3 separate regions of the Mus musculus genome follow, and regions 2 and 3 are each linked to region 1. The links are chromatin contacts, called in public HiChIP or PLAC-seq maps. All regions are on one chromosome and are shown on one strand. Each heading gives the region's core, a stretch centred on a gene start, on an enhancer-like site or on the middle of the called end of the contact. The rest is flanking DNA. Distances are from core to core; before and after follow the strand shown. Region 1 overlaps Morrbid (myeloid RNA regulator of BCL2L11 induced cell death). Region 2 has its middle 40 kb from the start of Gm14009. Region 3 overlaps Gm39928 (a long non-coding RNA gene).

The links. HiChIP or PLAC-seq counts read pairs in DNA pulled down with a chosen protein or histone mark.
Region 2: a contact with region 1 is called in a FOXA1 HiChIP or PLAC-seq map of pancreatic cancer cells. The contact joins two enhancer-like sites. A contact is called at or near these places in 1 of 39 promoter capture datasets (the C10 cell line), 7 of 484 Hi-C or Micro-C datasets (3T3-L1-derived adipocytes, the Patski cell line, embryonic stem cells and 3 more), 12 of 115 datasets of contacts at active chromatin or transcription factors (the 230-238 cell line, CD8 T cells, a colorectal cancer cell line and 6 more) and 2 of 9 other capture datasets (bone marrow-derived macrophages and embryonic stem cells).
Region 3: a contact with region 1 is called in a FOXA1 HiChIP or PLAC-seq map of pancreatic cancer cells. The contact joins two enhancer-like sites. A contact is called at or near these places in 1 of 484 Hi-C or Micro-C datasets (nephron progenitors) and 3 of 115 datasets of contacts at active chromatin or transcription factors (CD8 T cells, memory CD8 T cells and pancreatic cancer cells).

What each region holds. Positions count from the first base shown.
Region 1 is chr2:128,377,874-128,383,035 of GRCm38.p6, reverse strand. All of the region lies in intron 1 of Morrbid (myeloid RNA regulator of BCL2L11 induced cell death), which reads left to right. Among named protein-coding and RNA genes, the nearest start is that of Gm14010, 42 kb to the left of the region's middle. Within about 2 kb of position 2,230, at least 58 of the 459 cell types and tissues checked have an H3K27ac peak or open chromatin away from gene starts, as enhancers often do. A contact at or near this core is called in pancreatic cancer cells, where this site is marked.
Region 2 is chr2:128,207,538-128,212,699 of GRCm38.p6, reverse strand. No RefSeq gene overlaps it. Among named protein-coding and RNA genes, the nearest start is that of Gm14009, 40 kb to the right of the region's middle. Within about 2 kb of position 2,374, at least 76 of the 459 cell types and tissues checked have an H3K27ac peak or open chromatin away from gene starts, as enhancers often do. A contact at or near this core is called in pancreatic cancer cells, where this site is marked.
Region 3 is chr2:128,506,656-128,511,817 of GRCm38.p6, reverse strand. All of the region lies in intron 1 of Gm39928 (a long non-coding RNA gene), which reads left to right. Among named protein-coding and RNA genes, the nearest start is that of Gm39927, 13 kb to the left of the region's middle. Within about 2 kb of position 2,332, at least 8 of the 459 cell types and tissues checked have an H3K27ac peak or open chromatin away from gene starts, as enhancers often do. A contact at or near this core is called in pancreatic cancer cells, where this site is marked.

The sequences.
Region 1 (5,162 bases), core at 981-3,480:
TGTAAAATACTCTCTCTTACATCGGTTGAAAGCCACGCAGCCACTGCACATAAACCCTTGCTTGTGTTAAGGTCCTGGGTCAGTATCCCTCAACCTCCACAGCTGAAAGGAAAAGAGAAGGGCTGTGAGGAGCCTGAAGGACCATGTCCCTTCTGCCTGAAGTATCTGTACATCCCAGGGATGAGGCTCTGACAGGCAGGGTGTTGTTGGTTACAGGGTAGGAATTCTATTTGGGGTTTTGGGGGTTTATCCTGATGTATATTCTGGCTCAAGTTTCATTCCCAACAAATTAACCAGGGAAATGACCCTTCAAAATGAGGGGACAGTGACTCACACATTTCCCAAACATCACTCGACTGGCGGTGAGTTAGCGGCGAGTCACTCTGACTTCTTGTGATAAAGCAGGCTGCCTTCATTCTTAGTTGCTGCACACTGATCCAGGGCCTCTGAGATCTGAGTTCCCCCATTGAAGAGTCCCTAAAGCCAGTGTTTATCAGGGACTTATATGGCTCTTCATATGGTGTAATTTCTGTTGATGCAGTTATAAGTGATGTTAAATGTTTGGGGTCACCTGGGGTTTCTCCAGACACCATGAGCCATTTTTAAAAGTCAAGGAGAGATGCCTTGGCAGATAGGAAAGATGGCTCTTTCCTAGACAATTTGGGGTGAGGAGGTGAGCCACGATGGAGGAACACCACTGTCATTTATAACTCTGTCCACCAACTCTGGAATCTATGGTTTGGTCCCCCTGCCAGCATCCCTGTAACAACATGAAAGTCGGCTTTTCTTCCCCTGGTCACCCACGGCTCCACTTCCTTCCAAACAGATCTTAGGCGAGGAAGTAAGTAAGAGACTATGAGAGGATTGGTGTGAAATAAATAAGGTTGAGTCTTTTTTCTAAGTTGGAACTCAGCAAAACAAGGCTTGCTGGCAGGGGCGGTAGCATGTCAGCTAAGTATAGACTGGAGGCAGGTACATCTGACAACCTCTGATATCTTTAAATGTCAAATTCACCACACATCACAGATGGCATCGTGCCTGGGCATCGAACCCCCTTTAAAATACTCTTCATGTAAATACATTTTTTGTGAAACCACAAGCTGTGTCTCTCAGTTTTGCTTTCAGCTGGCTTTGATAAAGAGATTGGTTGGCACCCTACAGCTAATTAAGCCCCAGCTTTCCAGCTATCATCAATGAAAGGGCTAGGTGACTCTCAGAAGCATGCTCCACTCTCCAGGGTCCAGGGACATTCACAGTGCCTTTGACTTGGGGTAACAGATCCACCCTTCAGCTTAGCCATACTCTTGAGTTTACCACCAGAGCCAACCTGTTTGCTATGCAGATGCACGGTGAGAGGCACCAGCGAGCTGGGTCAGGGGCAGGCTGCAGGAGTATAATGTGCCTTTCCTCATAAATTAATCTTACATGTATTTCAAACTCCTGCTTGTTATGTATTTAATGTTTCACTGAAAATCAATTTTATTTTCTTCTCTGTAGAAAAACAAACAAACAGTGCAGTGCTTTGAGACCCTAGCTTCTAGGATAAGCATCCTGACTCGGGGGCTTTTCTGACATTTGTCTAGTCTGGCTCCTGTCTCTCAGTTGCAGCTATTTATAGACTTTTATTTTTAAAAATCTCATAAAAAAAAGAAAGAAAGAAAAAAGAGAGAAAGAAAGAAAGAAAGAACATAATATCTATACCCAACTCTATATCTGAGCCAGTCTAACCTCTAAACACACATTGTTTTAGCAAAATTATTATCATCATTTTATAAATGATAACTTGACGTCAAACAAAAGGGTAAACGTAAGGGTAAACCACATTTTATTTATACATATGTATGTCTTTAAAACAAAACAAAGTTTAAAAAGTTTTGGTGTTAACAAGTTCAAGTTGTGTGTGTGGAAAAAATAACAAGAAGTCAGCTAGGTTACATGTCAAATAATTGTGCTAAAACATTAATTTTTGATACAGGGGAGCTTTTACGTTTATATATACTTTCCCAAAAAATGGGATTTTTTTTTTTTAAGATAAAATCTTGACCATTTATTCAGGAAGAGCTCGGGGCTGTGTAACCACCCTGCTCTTAAGAAATTCCCGGGTCACAAGCAGAGTGGAGTGTGAACTTGAGCTTTTCTGTTGTGGTGAAGCAGGGTGACAAGGACCGAGGTTCTGAAGAAAAGCCTTCAAACCCATGTCATGCTGTGCTTTTTTTTCCAGATGACTAAAACCATCATCATTTCCCAAGTCTCACACGGGGCGGTGGGGCTGGGTGTGGTTTTACAGAGGGCGGTAGGTGCTCCTGGCAGGCTTCTTCTGAGTTTGAGTGCCCAGTTTTGCTAAGTGAGGACAGGGAGAGTATTCTAAAGTCAAATTCTCACCAGACACTCCCCGAAAATGACAAACACCAGTGACCTCTTTTGTCTTGAAATTCCCTGTCACTTGTAAACTACAGCATTGTTAAGTTCCTCTGTCTTTTGTTCATCGATGGTGTCTTCCACGAGGCAGACTGCTTGCTTGGTGGGACGCAGTCTCGAAAGGGCTGAGAGAACTAGAGCAAGAAGCGTTTCTGAATTTCAGGCAGGTTGCTAAACATCACTCATGAATGGAAGATATTAACTCACTGGTGTTCGCATCCGTTCCACATCACCAGAAGCAGTGTCGACCTGTCACTGGGAATCTTTTAGCTCGATCACAAATAAAAATTCCTTCTGCTAAGCATTCTGACAATCTCTTTGTGCAGCCATCCTCCTGAGTTTTTTGCTGTTTGGTTTGGGACCTCCTCTGTTTATTTCTGGGTGGCTGTTTGTGCAGAAATTGACTTTCTAAAGAAACAACGACTCCTTGGACTCTGTGGGTGTTTCCTCTCTTTGCTACTAAAAGAAATTTCAAATGTGAACAGGTTGTGCCTAGGCACAAGGGACAAGAATCCACCAATTCCTAGATTGTCTGAGGTCAGGGAAGCACTGTGGTGTTTCTGTGGGTTTTTTTTTTTTCAAAGTGTTCCTCAATTTAACTATCCAGAACAACGAGCAGCGTCTTTGTCTGAAATAGATGTGTAACCCTGAATTTTTCTGAACACAAATAACAAAGATTAATACTTGCAGAATTGCCTGGAGACCCGAGAGTGATGTGCAGGCTGCAGTGAACGGTTGTGTCTCTCTGTAGACAATTGTTTGGGCTTTGAAGAACTCATTAATTCGATTGTAAGCGCCTCAGTGTTATCAGGAAAGTAGCTGTAGAAAATAGTTTCAGAATGTGTCATTTTCTCCTTGGTTTAATCTGAGGCAGTGTGTGGGCATGCTGGTATTTTAAAGGGCTAAAAATGTACACATTGCTGTGCCTTCAGACCTGAGGGACGGCGACAAGCAGGGTTTCCTGGACTCACATTCTGCTCGCCTTCCAAGCCATTCCTGAATCTTTAGGAAAGGGTCCTCTGCTGTCGGTGTCTTGTAGTGATACACAGAACAACAGCAACAACAACCACAACAAAAACAACGAGGCAGAAAGAAAACCCAGGCCAGCTTTCTTTCCATCGGGTCCTGATCTTAATATTTAACTTCTTATCATATAAAGCCTTGCGTTTTCATTTTATCTAGGTGCCATTCTTTATTTGTTTTTAATGAAATGATTTGTGGTGTAAGGCTGCCGTTTGGTTTCAATATTAATATATTGCTTGAACTCCGTGGGCGTCGCTTATTTTCAGTAGTAAATAACAGCTTAACTGGTGATTTTTTTTTCATTATTATTTTTCTTTTACCTCGGTTTAATTCATTTGACTCCCAGGGAGTCTCATCTGCATTTTCAAGCTTTATCTTGTTTCTGTAATTTTTTGTAAATTAATAATGATACAGCATGTCATTAAATGAGGCAGTCTTAGTGTCTCAGCGTGGTTAGACAGGAGAATGTCTCCTTGCTGGTTTCAAAAATCCAATCAGCAGATTAATCATTAATGATTCCCCCCCCACCACACACACACAAAAGGCTTACTAGATTGTTTCAGAATATGAATTTACTAGAGTTCTGTTTTAAAAAATATACACCAGTGTTCTCATCTATGCATCTTTAACCTTAAAAGGGGTTCGTTGGGTGCAGATGAAGTACCCTTTCTGTTTGCATTGTGGCTTCTTCATTTTCTCATTGACTGTAATTGGTAGCAAAAATGTTGAAAACAGTTTGGGAACAAAATGTCTGCTTACACCATGACAAAATTGGCCACAATTTGCCGATTGGGTTGATAACAAAAGCCCGCAACACAAAATAGGTAGAAAAACAGTTTGTTCGGTGATGTGAGACCACTGGAGAGTTCCTTTTGCAGGTTTCTCTCTCTCTTTTTTTTATTCTGCTGTTTATGTTGTGATGGAAATACACGCAGAGGAGTCTCTGCGCTCCCTCCCGGCCTCATTAACCACTTCACTGTCTGGTTTCTTTTCAAACTTCAGAGAACAACCTGTTCACCTGGTATCTGAAACAGGTTTTGGTTAAAAGCACCTGAACTTCTGCATTTCATCCAGGTTCCTGCTCTGAAAGGTCTCCAAGCTCACGGTTTTGATCTTTGAAAGGAGAATTTAAATTACACTTCCCCCCCTAAGTCTTCTATACAGAATTATATTATGGTTGAATTTTCACTTCTGAAAGTATTAAACAAATAATTACAGCTTAAAAAAAAGTTTCTACCTGACCATACAATAGACAAAAAATAAATAAATAAACAAGAAATTAACAATTAAAAGTACAAACAAAGCCAAACTGAGAACAAACATGTTTTACACGAGGCAATACTTTATCTTCTTCAAATGATAGAACCGAGGTAAACAGGTTCTCCCCCTAAGCTGTTGTTTTGACTTCTCATGTCTGTGTGTGTGAGTGTGTGTGAGTGTGTGAGTGGGTGTGAGAGTGTGTGAGTGGGTGTGAGTGGGTGTGAGTGTGTGTATGTGTGTGTGAGTGTATGTCTACACATCGATGTGAGGGTCTTCTTTTTTTCCATCTCGAGAGACTCAGACACTCCAGGACAATAGTTAGGATGAGGCCTCTGCTGATCTGATCTTTGTTTTCACAAATAAATACAAACAACTCAAACTGAAACCCGATGGCTTTGCTGATAGTACATTAGCAGCCGCGGGGAAATTTTCTTCATTTCAATGCTCTTTCACAACCCACA
Region 2 (5,162 bases), core at 1,125-3,624, 170 kb after region 1:
CAGTTGGCAGCTGTGTGATGTGAGCACTTGAGAAGTAGTATGTGCTCCTAACCGCTGAGCTATCTCTCCAACCCTCTTTCCGGGTGGGGTAGGGGGAGAGAGAGATGTGGTGGCTGGAGGAACCTTATTATATCTGCAGCAGGGTCAGGTGCTGACATAAGCAGTTGCTAGGTCTCCGAGAGTAGGCCAAGTGGAATTGCCTGTATATTAACAGGGCTAGCGTTAGGGGTCCTGGGTTTGAAGCCTAACATGGAGATCCCCACTTCTCTGAAGTGACAGACTGAAGGTGACCACATCTTACATGGACAGCTGTGGGGGTGCTGAGGTGTCTTGAGAAAAGTGAGACACTGGGCCCCGAATAATACTGTGTTTAGGGAGGGCCTGGGATAGGGAGACGCCAGACTCTTTAAGACCTGCTGTCCTGAGAGGCGCCCAAGCTTAAGCCTGACTGCTATGGAACTCAAACATAGAGTTTAGCAGAATGCTGGGTTGGTACCTGATGTCAAGACATCCGCCATACCCACAGGGTGTTCTATCCCCGGCTAGTCATACAGGAGGAAGCTCAGGCACCGAGATAGGAGGCTGCCTTGAGGCTTCACCCTTCCAGGTGCTGCATTAGCATTTTAATAGGGGCTTTCTGAGCTGCATCCCCAGGGGTCACAGTGCCCCAGGCTGCAGCAAAGCAGGTGCTTCCAGCCGGGAGATCCCCAGCTAGTATCCCTGCAGAGAGGCTTCCTGCTGCCTCTGGGTAGAAGCGGGTGTGGGAAGGAGGAGGGCGGCCTCCTAGGAATGGGAGGGAGATAGACGGGCGCTGGGGAAACGGAAACAGGTTAATTCGTTCTCCTTCCTGGATGAATAACCATATCTGCCCAGAAACGGAGTAGGTTCCTGGGGTGTACTGTGTTAATTGCCAGCCAGGCAGGGATGAGGAGGGACAGGACAAGGGATGGGGATACTAGGTGATGGAGAGTGGTTTCGAGCCTCACCTTCCTTTGTGAGAAGAATGTGATGGGACAGTTATGGCCTCAGGGACAGAATGGTGCCGAGCAGGCTTTTCTCCCTGTTCAAACCCCAAAGCCACACCTGAAACCCAGCATTGTGCTACCTCACATGCCTTGGGGCCCTTGGGATTCTCTTCCTGGCCTCCTTGCTTATCTCTAAGCAGACCAGTTCCTGGACTGTGAGGAGCGCTCATTATCTCCCCGTTGCCAAGGGCACTCTCCCTCCTTCGCCTGCTTCTAGACATTCTGCCTCCCAACACTTCCCGTGGTTAGTGCTTGCTTCCTGGCCGTGGAATCCCAGTCTTACCGCCGTATGCCCACGGCCCCTGTTTACGCTAGTGCAGCTCAGGCTATAGAAATGGCGCTGGAGAGAATCCCTTTCCAAGCCCCCGCCCCCACCCTCCCCAGTGCACTCCTCCTTAGCCCCAGCACCTTCCCAGCTCCAGAGGGCACTTCCTCTTCGTTTTTCCTCTGTCCTCAGATGACCTCACCCTTCCCAGCGAAAGGTGCTCTCTGCAGCCTCCAGCGCTGTACAGGCCTCCACATAATCTGCATAACTGGCCTCCTCTGATTTCCTGCAAAATCTAGATTCTAGGTCACTTCTGTTTCCTAAGCCTCCCCAGTGTGCAGTCAGTCCCTCTCAGAAAAGGTGTGATTCTCAGAAAAGTTTCCTAAAGCCATGTTTGGAAGTGACTGTGTTTTAAAAACAAAAGCAACCCGGGACACTAAAAATTACTTTTCTGAAGCCAAATCCTGCAGGCTAGCAAATCCCAACTTCTCTGCCCTGCCTGTTTTCAAGATGCACAATAACACGATCCTAGCAAATTTCTGTTCAGGAGTCTTTCTTTTCTCTGACGAGGCCTTAGTATTTATCTAGTAGAAATATTTCATTTGGGGATTCTCTACCCTGTAACTTTTTTAAAAAATCAGTTATTTGGCATGTGGTTCCCATTTCTAGAGCGGACTTCTCTTCCATTGTCATATATAAAGGTTCTGACAATTCACGAGGCTTTTCCAACTTTAACCTCTGCTTTGCAGAAAAGATAGCTTTGTCCAGCGAGGGCCATCTAACACCCGTCTGTATCCGCTCTGTGTTTCCCTGAGAGGTTTGGCAGGCAGCCAACTCAACGTTTTTTTTTTCCTGCAGTGTTAATTTTCACATATTTATGACAATTTCCCCAATGACAAAAATCCCAAAGTGGGAGCAGTTGTCCAATTTAGAGCCCTGTCTTTCAAATTACAATTGACAGAAAATGCAGTTGAGGAAAACCCAGCCACTAGTGCACACGTGCAAGCGCACGCACATGGGCACACACACACACACATAATTTCATGAGCTCAGGAAGTCCATCACTCTCTAAATAAAGAAACACTCAAAAGATTGACATGGGCTGAAAGATCAATAGCTGGGTGACTAGTGAGAATATGCCTAAGACAGTGAAATGAAACTGATTGTAAGGTAGAAAACCACGCAGGGGGAATCTGAAGGCTTGTGGGAACCAGCGGGCAAACATGATGATCATTGTTAAAGTAATTAACCCAAACAACTTTTGGGTAAATTCCAGGGAGTCCTCACCAGGGAAACTGATCCTTCAACAAGTTGGTTTCCAGTAAATTCTTTTCAAGCTGAGTGGCTTCAGGGGAATGAATGATGATTCATTAGTTGGCAGACTCACCCATTTCTTTAACTTTTCCTTGTTTCCTGGGTCTTTCCCTATGGAGCAACAGGTACTAGGGTTGCTAAGTCCACACCTTCCTCCTATAGTCAGATGGGCTGGCCCTCATCACATTCAAGTGGAAATGGAGACTCAGTCTCCCCCTGCTTACCTGCTCTCTTTCCTATTGTAACTCTGTGGCTATTGGACCCAGACTCTCGTCCTTAATTAAAGATGCCTTGTCCTGGACTCTGGACCTCTCAACTATGCTATGATGTCTCCTAGATGTCCAGAGTTCAGCATGTTCATTACTGAACTCTCTTTTGTGCCCTAAACGTGTACCCACTGTCAAAGCCACAGAACCATTTTAAATCCTCTTTTCCCCACGATCACCAAATGCAAGCTAAGGAGCAGCTCCTCTCTGCTGCCACAAGCTGCTCCATCCTCCTACCTGGTAGCTCCTGCTACCATGTAGCCATGTGGTCCACAGCTTTTCAGATTTGGTGCTTCTTTTGGGTAAGACCACCACCCTCGGCCTACCTGTTTTTAAGCTATTCGAAACACAGCTTCTAGGCAGGAAGTTCTGTGCTTTCTTCCCCAGGAGTTTTGTGCTCAGCTAGCAGGATCCTCATGGTACTATGGCCACAGACTGGTTATCTGAGAGCTCCTGGAAGACAGGCCAAATCTAACCTGGCTCCATTGGCCCCAAGTCTAGTACACCGTGAGCATTTATTTGTCAGGAGACCCTGAGCTCATGGCATCCTAGGGTTGATCTTGACAGTGGGAAGTGGATCTACAAAGCCCCATGGGAAAACACCCAGGGGAGATGCAATGTGACCAGACCACTTTGGAAGGCTAAGGAAAACCATACAGCAGCTCCACTTAGCTAGATTCACTCCCATTCCTTTGCCTCCTCATGACTATATTCTAGAGTGCAACCTCCCTAGCCTGCTGTGTTTGAACAGAATGAAGGTGACACACATATGGGCAGATTGTGTGTACAAATTGAGTTCTGCTCTGCCTCAGGCTGGAGGCTCATTCTGGGTGCTGGGTTCTCTCCTCCTGCCTCATCACACTTAAATCATAGAAACGCTAGCCCTGGCTTAGCTAACCTTTGCAGCACTGAGAAGCCAGGCATGTGACTCGGTGGTAGTTAGAAAGGTCACATGGTTAAGAGCCTTCTTGGGTCAAGCCTGCAGGCTGTGAGGAGCCTCAATGCTGAGCCACTCCTTCAACAGCAGTGATCTGTGTCCAATGACATGGTCCTGGCTGGTCAGACTCCTTTCCAGCCCATTGTCTACTGGGTACTCCAGGTATAGGTGATGTCACCAAGAGGGCAGCCAAGCAGGAGGTGGCATCTGGTGCCCAAGTCCAGCCCAACAGGCCAACTCTTGTTGGCAAGAGAGATACATGGCTAATTGACCATAACAGGACCAAGCCCTTGCCAAGTTCTCTCTGAGAAAGGAGAAAACTATTTGAAAATAAAATTAAGCAGCTTCTGTAAAGCCCAGCATGCCCAGCATAAATGCTTAGTGAGGATGAACTGGCAACCGTCTACGAACGATAACTTTTGGGCCAGGGAGAGGGCTCAGTCCATAAAGAACTTGCCTGTAAAGCACAAGGACCTGAGTGATGCACAGGATTCATGAGAGGGGCAGGCATAGGCTTGGAGAGGTAGGCTGTAGATAAAGTGCTTACCACAGAAGCGCGAAGACAGGAGCGTCAGTGCCCAGACCTCTTGCAAAAGCCACCTCTAATCCCAGAACTCAGGAGGCACTGCTAGCTACCCTAGCTGGAACTGTGAGCTCCAGGTGCAGATGCTGATTCAATAAATAAGATGGAGAACAATCTAGGGAGAAATCTGGTGTCAACTCTGGGTTTTCCCATGCACACAGATACGTGTGCACACACATGCAAACATGGATCTTTCTCTCTGTCTCTCTCTGTCTCTCTCTGTCTCTCTGTCTCTCTGTCTCTCTGTCTCTCTGTCTCTCTCTGTCTCTCTGTCTATTACATACACACACACACATACACACACACTTTTAAAAAAGCCAAAGGTACCGTTATGTGCCCAGTGCTAGGGAGGCAGAGGCAGGCAGCTCCCTAGGGCTCACTGGCCAGTCAGTCTGGCCTCATTGGAGAATTTCAGGCTAATGTCTGAAGAAGAAAGTGAACAGTGTCTGAAGAGCAACAGTGGAGGTAACCACTGGCCTCTGCACCTACACACACTTAGGTAAACACAGAAACATGTGAGCAGTGCATGCGTGCACACACATACTCACACATGTTCTCACATACATGTACAGAAATCAAGGGAAAGATGCCAGAATGCTTAGCTGGCATAGCACCATGGTGACATAACTGGTCTGTGGGAAATTGTTCATGTGCACCTTAGTCACCTAATTAAATTATCAATCAGCTTAGCATGGTGCCACACACCTTTAGTACCAGCACTAGGGAGGCAGAGGCAGGCAGATTCTTATGAGTTCAAGGTCAGCCTGATCTA
Region 3 (5,162 bases), core at 1,083-3,582, 130 kb before region 1:
CCTCTCCCGCATTCCTCTCTAGCAACAATAAACAGGGCCCTGGCTGAGGACAGATTTGATTGCCATTGGAGGGTTGGGTCAGAATTATTCTACATCATGCAGAAGCCTGAGTGCCTGCTGTGGGTGTCCTGGCCATGGAGGAGTCAAGCCCATGGAGCCCGCAGAGCCCACGGAGCCCATGGAAGGGAGACTGGGAGGTCCCAGCTGCACATGCGTGGCAGTTGTCAGTAGGTTAAAAAAAATAAAAATGGAAATAATCAAGTTGCAGAGCCAGATGCTTGAGAGAGGAATCATCATGATGCTGTCAGTCAGTGCCGGCCAGAGGAGGAGCAAGGTCCATAAAGTGTTGGAAAGAAATCTGGTCTGTAGTGAAGTCTGCAACCTGGTTTAACCCACTGAGGACTGTTGGGAGCGAGGGACTTGAAAAACAATCTTTGAAGGGTGTTGGCAGCTGTATTGTTGGATTTTCTCTCCCCGGTGCAGAGCTTGCTTGAAGAATCTTGGTGTTTTTGTAGCATACATCAATCAGGTTTGGGTAAAGAAAAATCTCAAAAACATTCCCTCAGATTGACTTTCTTAGCTTGTTTAAAAAGAGAGAAAGAGAAACTTGTACATGCCAGAAGTTGAGGCAAAGGAAATAAAAGGAGAATCATATTTCAGAGAGACACTCCACACAATATGTGAAAGGCTGAAAGTTGTATAGGCAACATCCACAAAGAAGAAACGGAGTGGAGGCTGGCTTGGAAATGATTCTGTGTTTGAAAACATGCTTTGTGAACTGAATGAGGCAGGGCATGAGGGAGCTGCGACCATGGGGGGTGGGGCACTGGTCATCCATAGGTAGAAATATCCCTAGAACACCTTTCCCCTGGTACCAGCATCTGGTGCCACCTATGAGACTAATGTCCTGTGTCAGCTAAAGAGAAAGGATCACTATGCTAATTTAAGTAAATCTAACAGTAGCCCCTAGTGGGGCAAGAACTACTTGGGATGTTGAGGCAGTAGAATTGCAAGTTGAAGACCTGTATTAGATTGGAGATCTTAGTGAGGCCTTATCTTAAAATATAAAGTCAAAAGAATACTAAGACTATAGCTCAGGGGCAGAATACTTGCCCAGCGTGTATGAGGTTCTAGGTTCAATCCCCAGTACTGTCCAGAACAAAACATTATAACCACCACCACTACCACCACCACCAAAAACAATGAATTGGAAGAAACCAGGAATCCTAACTAGCCTGAAAGTTAGGCTCAAGAAAGCTCCCTACCCAGTGGAATTAGGCCCAGGAGGTCTCTCAAGGCAAGGCCTGTAGATCCAAACTGTCTGAGGCTGGACAGCCGCCCACTAGATAGTCAGCACCTGATGCCACACTTTCACAGTTGCCTCAAGAACTTGATTGGTCGTGACTGGGTCACCCACAGGAGAGTGCTGAGCAAAGGAGGGAACTGTGATTTCGAATTGTGACTGCGAATTGTGACTGTGAATCCCAATAGGATTTATGTCCTTTACCCTGATTTGTTATACAGGAACCTGTGGCTTTCTTCCACACGAGGGATACTTATCAGGCTGTACCTGACGTTCACCTGGGTGCCCTCCCCTGGGATGCTATTCCTGAGAAAACTATGTCTGATCTCTTAGGTACAGTGTCCCCTGATCTGCACACTGAACAACTATGGTATCTGTCTTTATTTTTCTCCTCATCCATTATCCTGTGAAACTCAGACATTTTAGTCTGAGCACAGAAACAAGGATTCCATTTGTGGTTGTGAACTTTGAGTGAGCTGGCTCTGTCACTGTACCCAGAGAAGGGGGATTTGAGAAAGGTAGCAATAATAGATTGTATACAAGAAAGTAAGGTACTTGCTAATCATGATGCAAATGACCACTACCTTGCTCCAAATTGCATGCGTCTCTCTTCATTGCCCTCGATGGCTGCTGTTTACAAACCTCCACAGTGATATGGAGTCTATCCTTTGAAGGAGAGAAACTATAACCTCAGTGTAGCTCTTTCCATTGGGAATCAGTTCAAGTCCATGGCTTTGGGGGACTTTACATCTGTGTTTCCAGAGCCATCCCAGCCCTTAAAAGCATGAAATATTCATGCCCACTAGTCTACCTCTAGGATGCACTAGATAGTAAGGAGAGGAGAGCTCTTGATAGCACAGTTGGCCTTCTATATTCAAGGGTTCTGCACACATGGATTCAACTTGTGAAAGAAATGCATTTGTACTAAACAGTTACAGATTTATTTTCTCATCATTCTTTAAACAATATGGTCCAACAGCCACTTGCACGGCTTCCGCATTGTATTATGTGGTATGAGTCATCTGTGTGATTTAAAGTACACAGGGTGGTGTTTGTGGATTGAATGCAAATATGACTTTAGCACCCAAAGGTGGTCTGGGAACCTCTTGATACCAAGATAACTGGTCCAGCTCATGGGACCGTTGCCCCCAGATCTCTGATGAACCACTTGGTAGTAGGAGTAGCATCATGGCTTGGGGGATTCCCTCCTCTGGGTACCGTGTGGAGCAGTGGTTAGCAACCCCACTACAGATGTTTTCTTTCACTGGCAAGCCTCCTCTTCAAAGGCTTTTGTCAAGGGGAAACCTTTTTCTGGGCCTGACCATTATTGTAGAATAAACAGCAGGATTTAGGCTGTGGTTGAATTGAACTTTCCAGAATATATATGAACCTCTTAAAAAGAACATTATTTCTACTTGATGAAATTTTGTATTTGTGGTTACTTTCCTGAAAATGTTAACCTGTGAGGTAATCAAACTGAATTCAATTTTTCCCCCAGTGGAATACACATTTTGCATCTCTGTACATAGATTATTTACATCAGACACGAATTCCCTAAGACTATTCGACCAGGAGACAACTGGTCTTGCAGATATGAACCTGGGTAGCTTATGGGGTGATTTTGACTGTGACATCAGGAGCTGGAATAGTGCAGAGATGAAGGGAGACAAAGCCCAGCTCTGCTACCTACTGAGGTAGGAATTATCAGGGTACCAAGATTTTATGTGTGCGCACACTCTAGTGTGTGCAGACATACGTGTGTGTGTGTACATGGAGCCCAGAGGACAGCTTTTGGTATTCTTCTTCAAGCCTTTTCTTGTTTTGTTACTGTTTTCATTTTTTTAATGTGGGTTTTATGGGTGTTTTGTCTGTCATCTGTCTGTCTGTCTGTCTGTGTGCCATGTGTATGCAGTGTCCTTGGAGGTCAGAAGAAGATGTCATATCTCTTAGAACTGGAGTTACAGATGGCTCTTAGCTTCCATGTAGGTGCTGGGAGCCAATTCCAGGTCTTTTGGAAGAGCAGCTCTTAACCACTGAGCCAACTCTCCAGCCCATTCTTTTGTTACTTCTAAGATGCGGTCTTCATTGGCTTAGAGCCTACAAAGCAGGCTAGGTTGGCTGGACAATGAGCACCCCAGGGTACTACCCATACTGCCTCTGCCTCTGAAGTGCTGTGATTCCAAGGCCATTGCACTCAGCTTTTAAACAGTATTATTTTATCTTTTCAGTTGGTACCGAGGAGCAAACATAGGTCTAGGTGCTTGATGCATTTCACTGCCTCTTGTGTTTCTAATTACAGTCCATATTTGTACTTCACTATCCTCATCTGAACATTAGAGATGGGGATGATAAAATATGGACTTGTGGGATTAACTGAGTGTCTGTGCCAGATACTTCCTGGCATGAGGCTCACACTCACCCATGCTTGTCAGCAGCACCATTGAAGGGGCTGTCACCATTGAAGGGGCTGTGTCCGTTCCAAGAGGCAAAAGAGTAGAACACCAGGGTTCCACTGTTGCTTCCTGGTCATTTTCAGAGAGAGATTTCTTTTGGGGGAGGTAGGGTGGGATTACCTCGATGCATACACATTTCTTCCTTTCGTTATATCAGCAAAGACTTGGAGATGGTTCAAAACCGCAGCGAGGTTTTCCATGTGGCCAGAGCCAGATTTCCTAAGCATCCCTGTCTGATACTGAGGGTAGCAGCTGTTCCGTTTCAGCAGGAGCAGGCGCTTGATTCCGCCTGGAAGATCCGATAAGTGAGGAATCCGGTCTTGCTTCCTGACTCTGCTTGCAGGCTCTGGTCAGCCTCACTCTCAGCTGGGCTGCCTTTTGCTCACACTCCTGGCAGCTTCTGGGCGACCTCTCTTGCTTTCTGGAGGCTTTTGTTGGTGTTTCTTCAAGTGTGGGGGAAATCTTTCAACATGCACAGGGGGAAATGTATACTATGAGGAATCAGGGCATCTACAGAAGGGTTTTGAACACTGTAACCCTGGGCATGCGTTCATGCCTCTCCCAAAAAAAAAAAAAAAAAAAAAAAAAAATCACCTCTTTCAGAAGCAGCTGCTATTTTGACTAACGCTTTGACTCCATACTTAAATGGAATGCCACAGTATGGTCCCTTTGTGCTTGGCAGCCTTTAGATACTCATCTGTGAGATCCTTCTATAAGGTGGACAGAAGGGTTTTTTGTTTTTTGTTTTTCCCACAATGAGTAATAATGTGTACCTTTTCAGCTCTTTGCTGGTTGTTTGTGCTGTTCCTTTTTGTGAAGGGCCCGATGACACTATTGCTCAGTTGTTACACTAGACTGTCAGACTTTACCTGGTTTGGAGATATTCTTTATATATGTTGGATATGAATTCTTTGTTGGATCTTCATTCTACAACTAACTGTCTCTCAGCACATAAGCATCTCACCCTCTAAATGGAGAGACAGACATTCTTAATTGTGATGAAATTGAATTTAGCAATTCAATCTTTTTAAATAGAATGTATATGTGCGTTTATCTGTCTGTGGGCCAGTGCATGTAAATGCAGGATTTCCTGGAGCAGGAGTTATAGACAGTTGTGGGCCGCCCATTGTGGGTGCTGGGAACCACACTCAGGTCTTCTGCAAGGCCAGTATGAATTCACTGCTGAGCCATCTCTTGATTTACCTGTTAGTGGTTTTCTGTCCCATTGAAAACTCTTCTACTAGCTCAAGATTATGATTTTTTTTTTCGAGACAGGGTTTCTCTGTATAGCTCTGGCTGTCCTGGAACTCACTCTGTAGACCAGACTGACCTCAAACTCAGAAATTCGCCTGCCTCTGCCTCCCAAGTGCTGGGATTAAAAGTGTGCACCACCACACCCAGCTAAG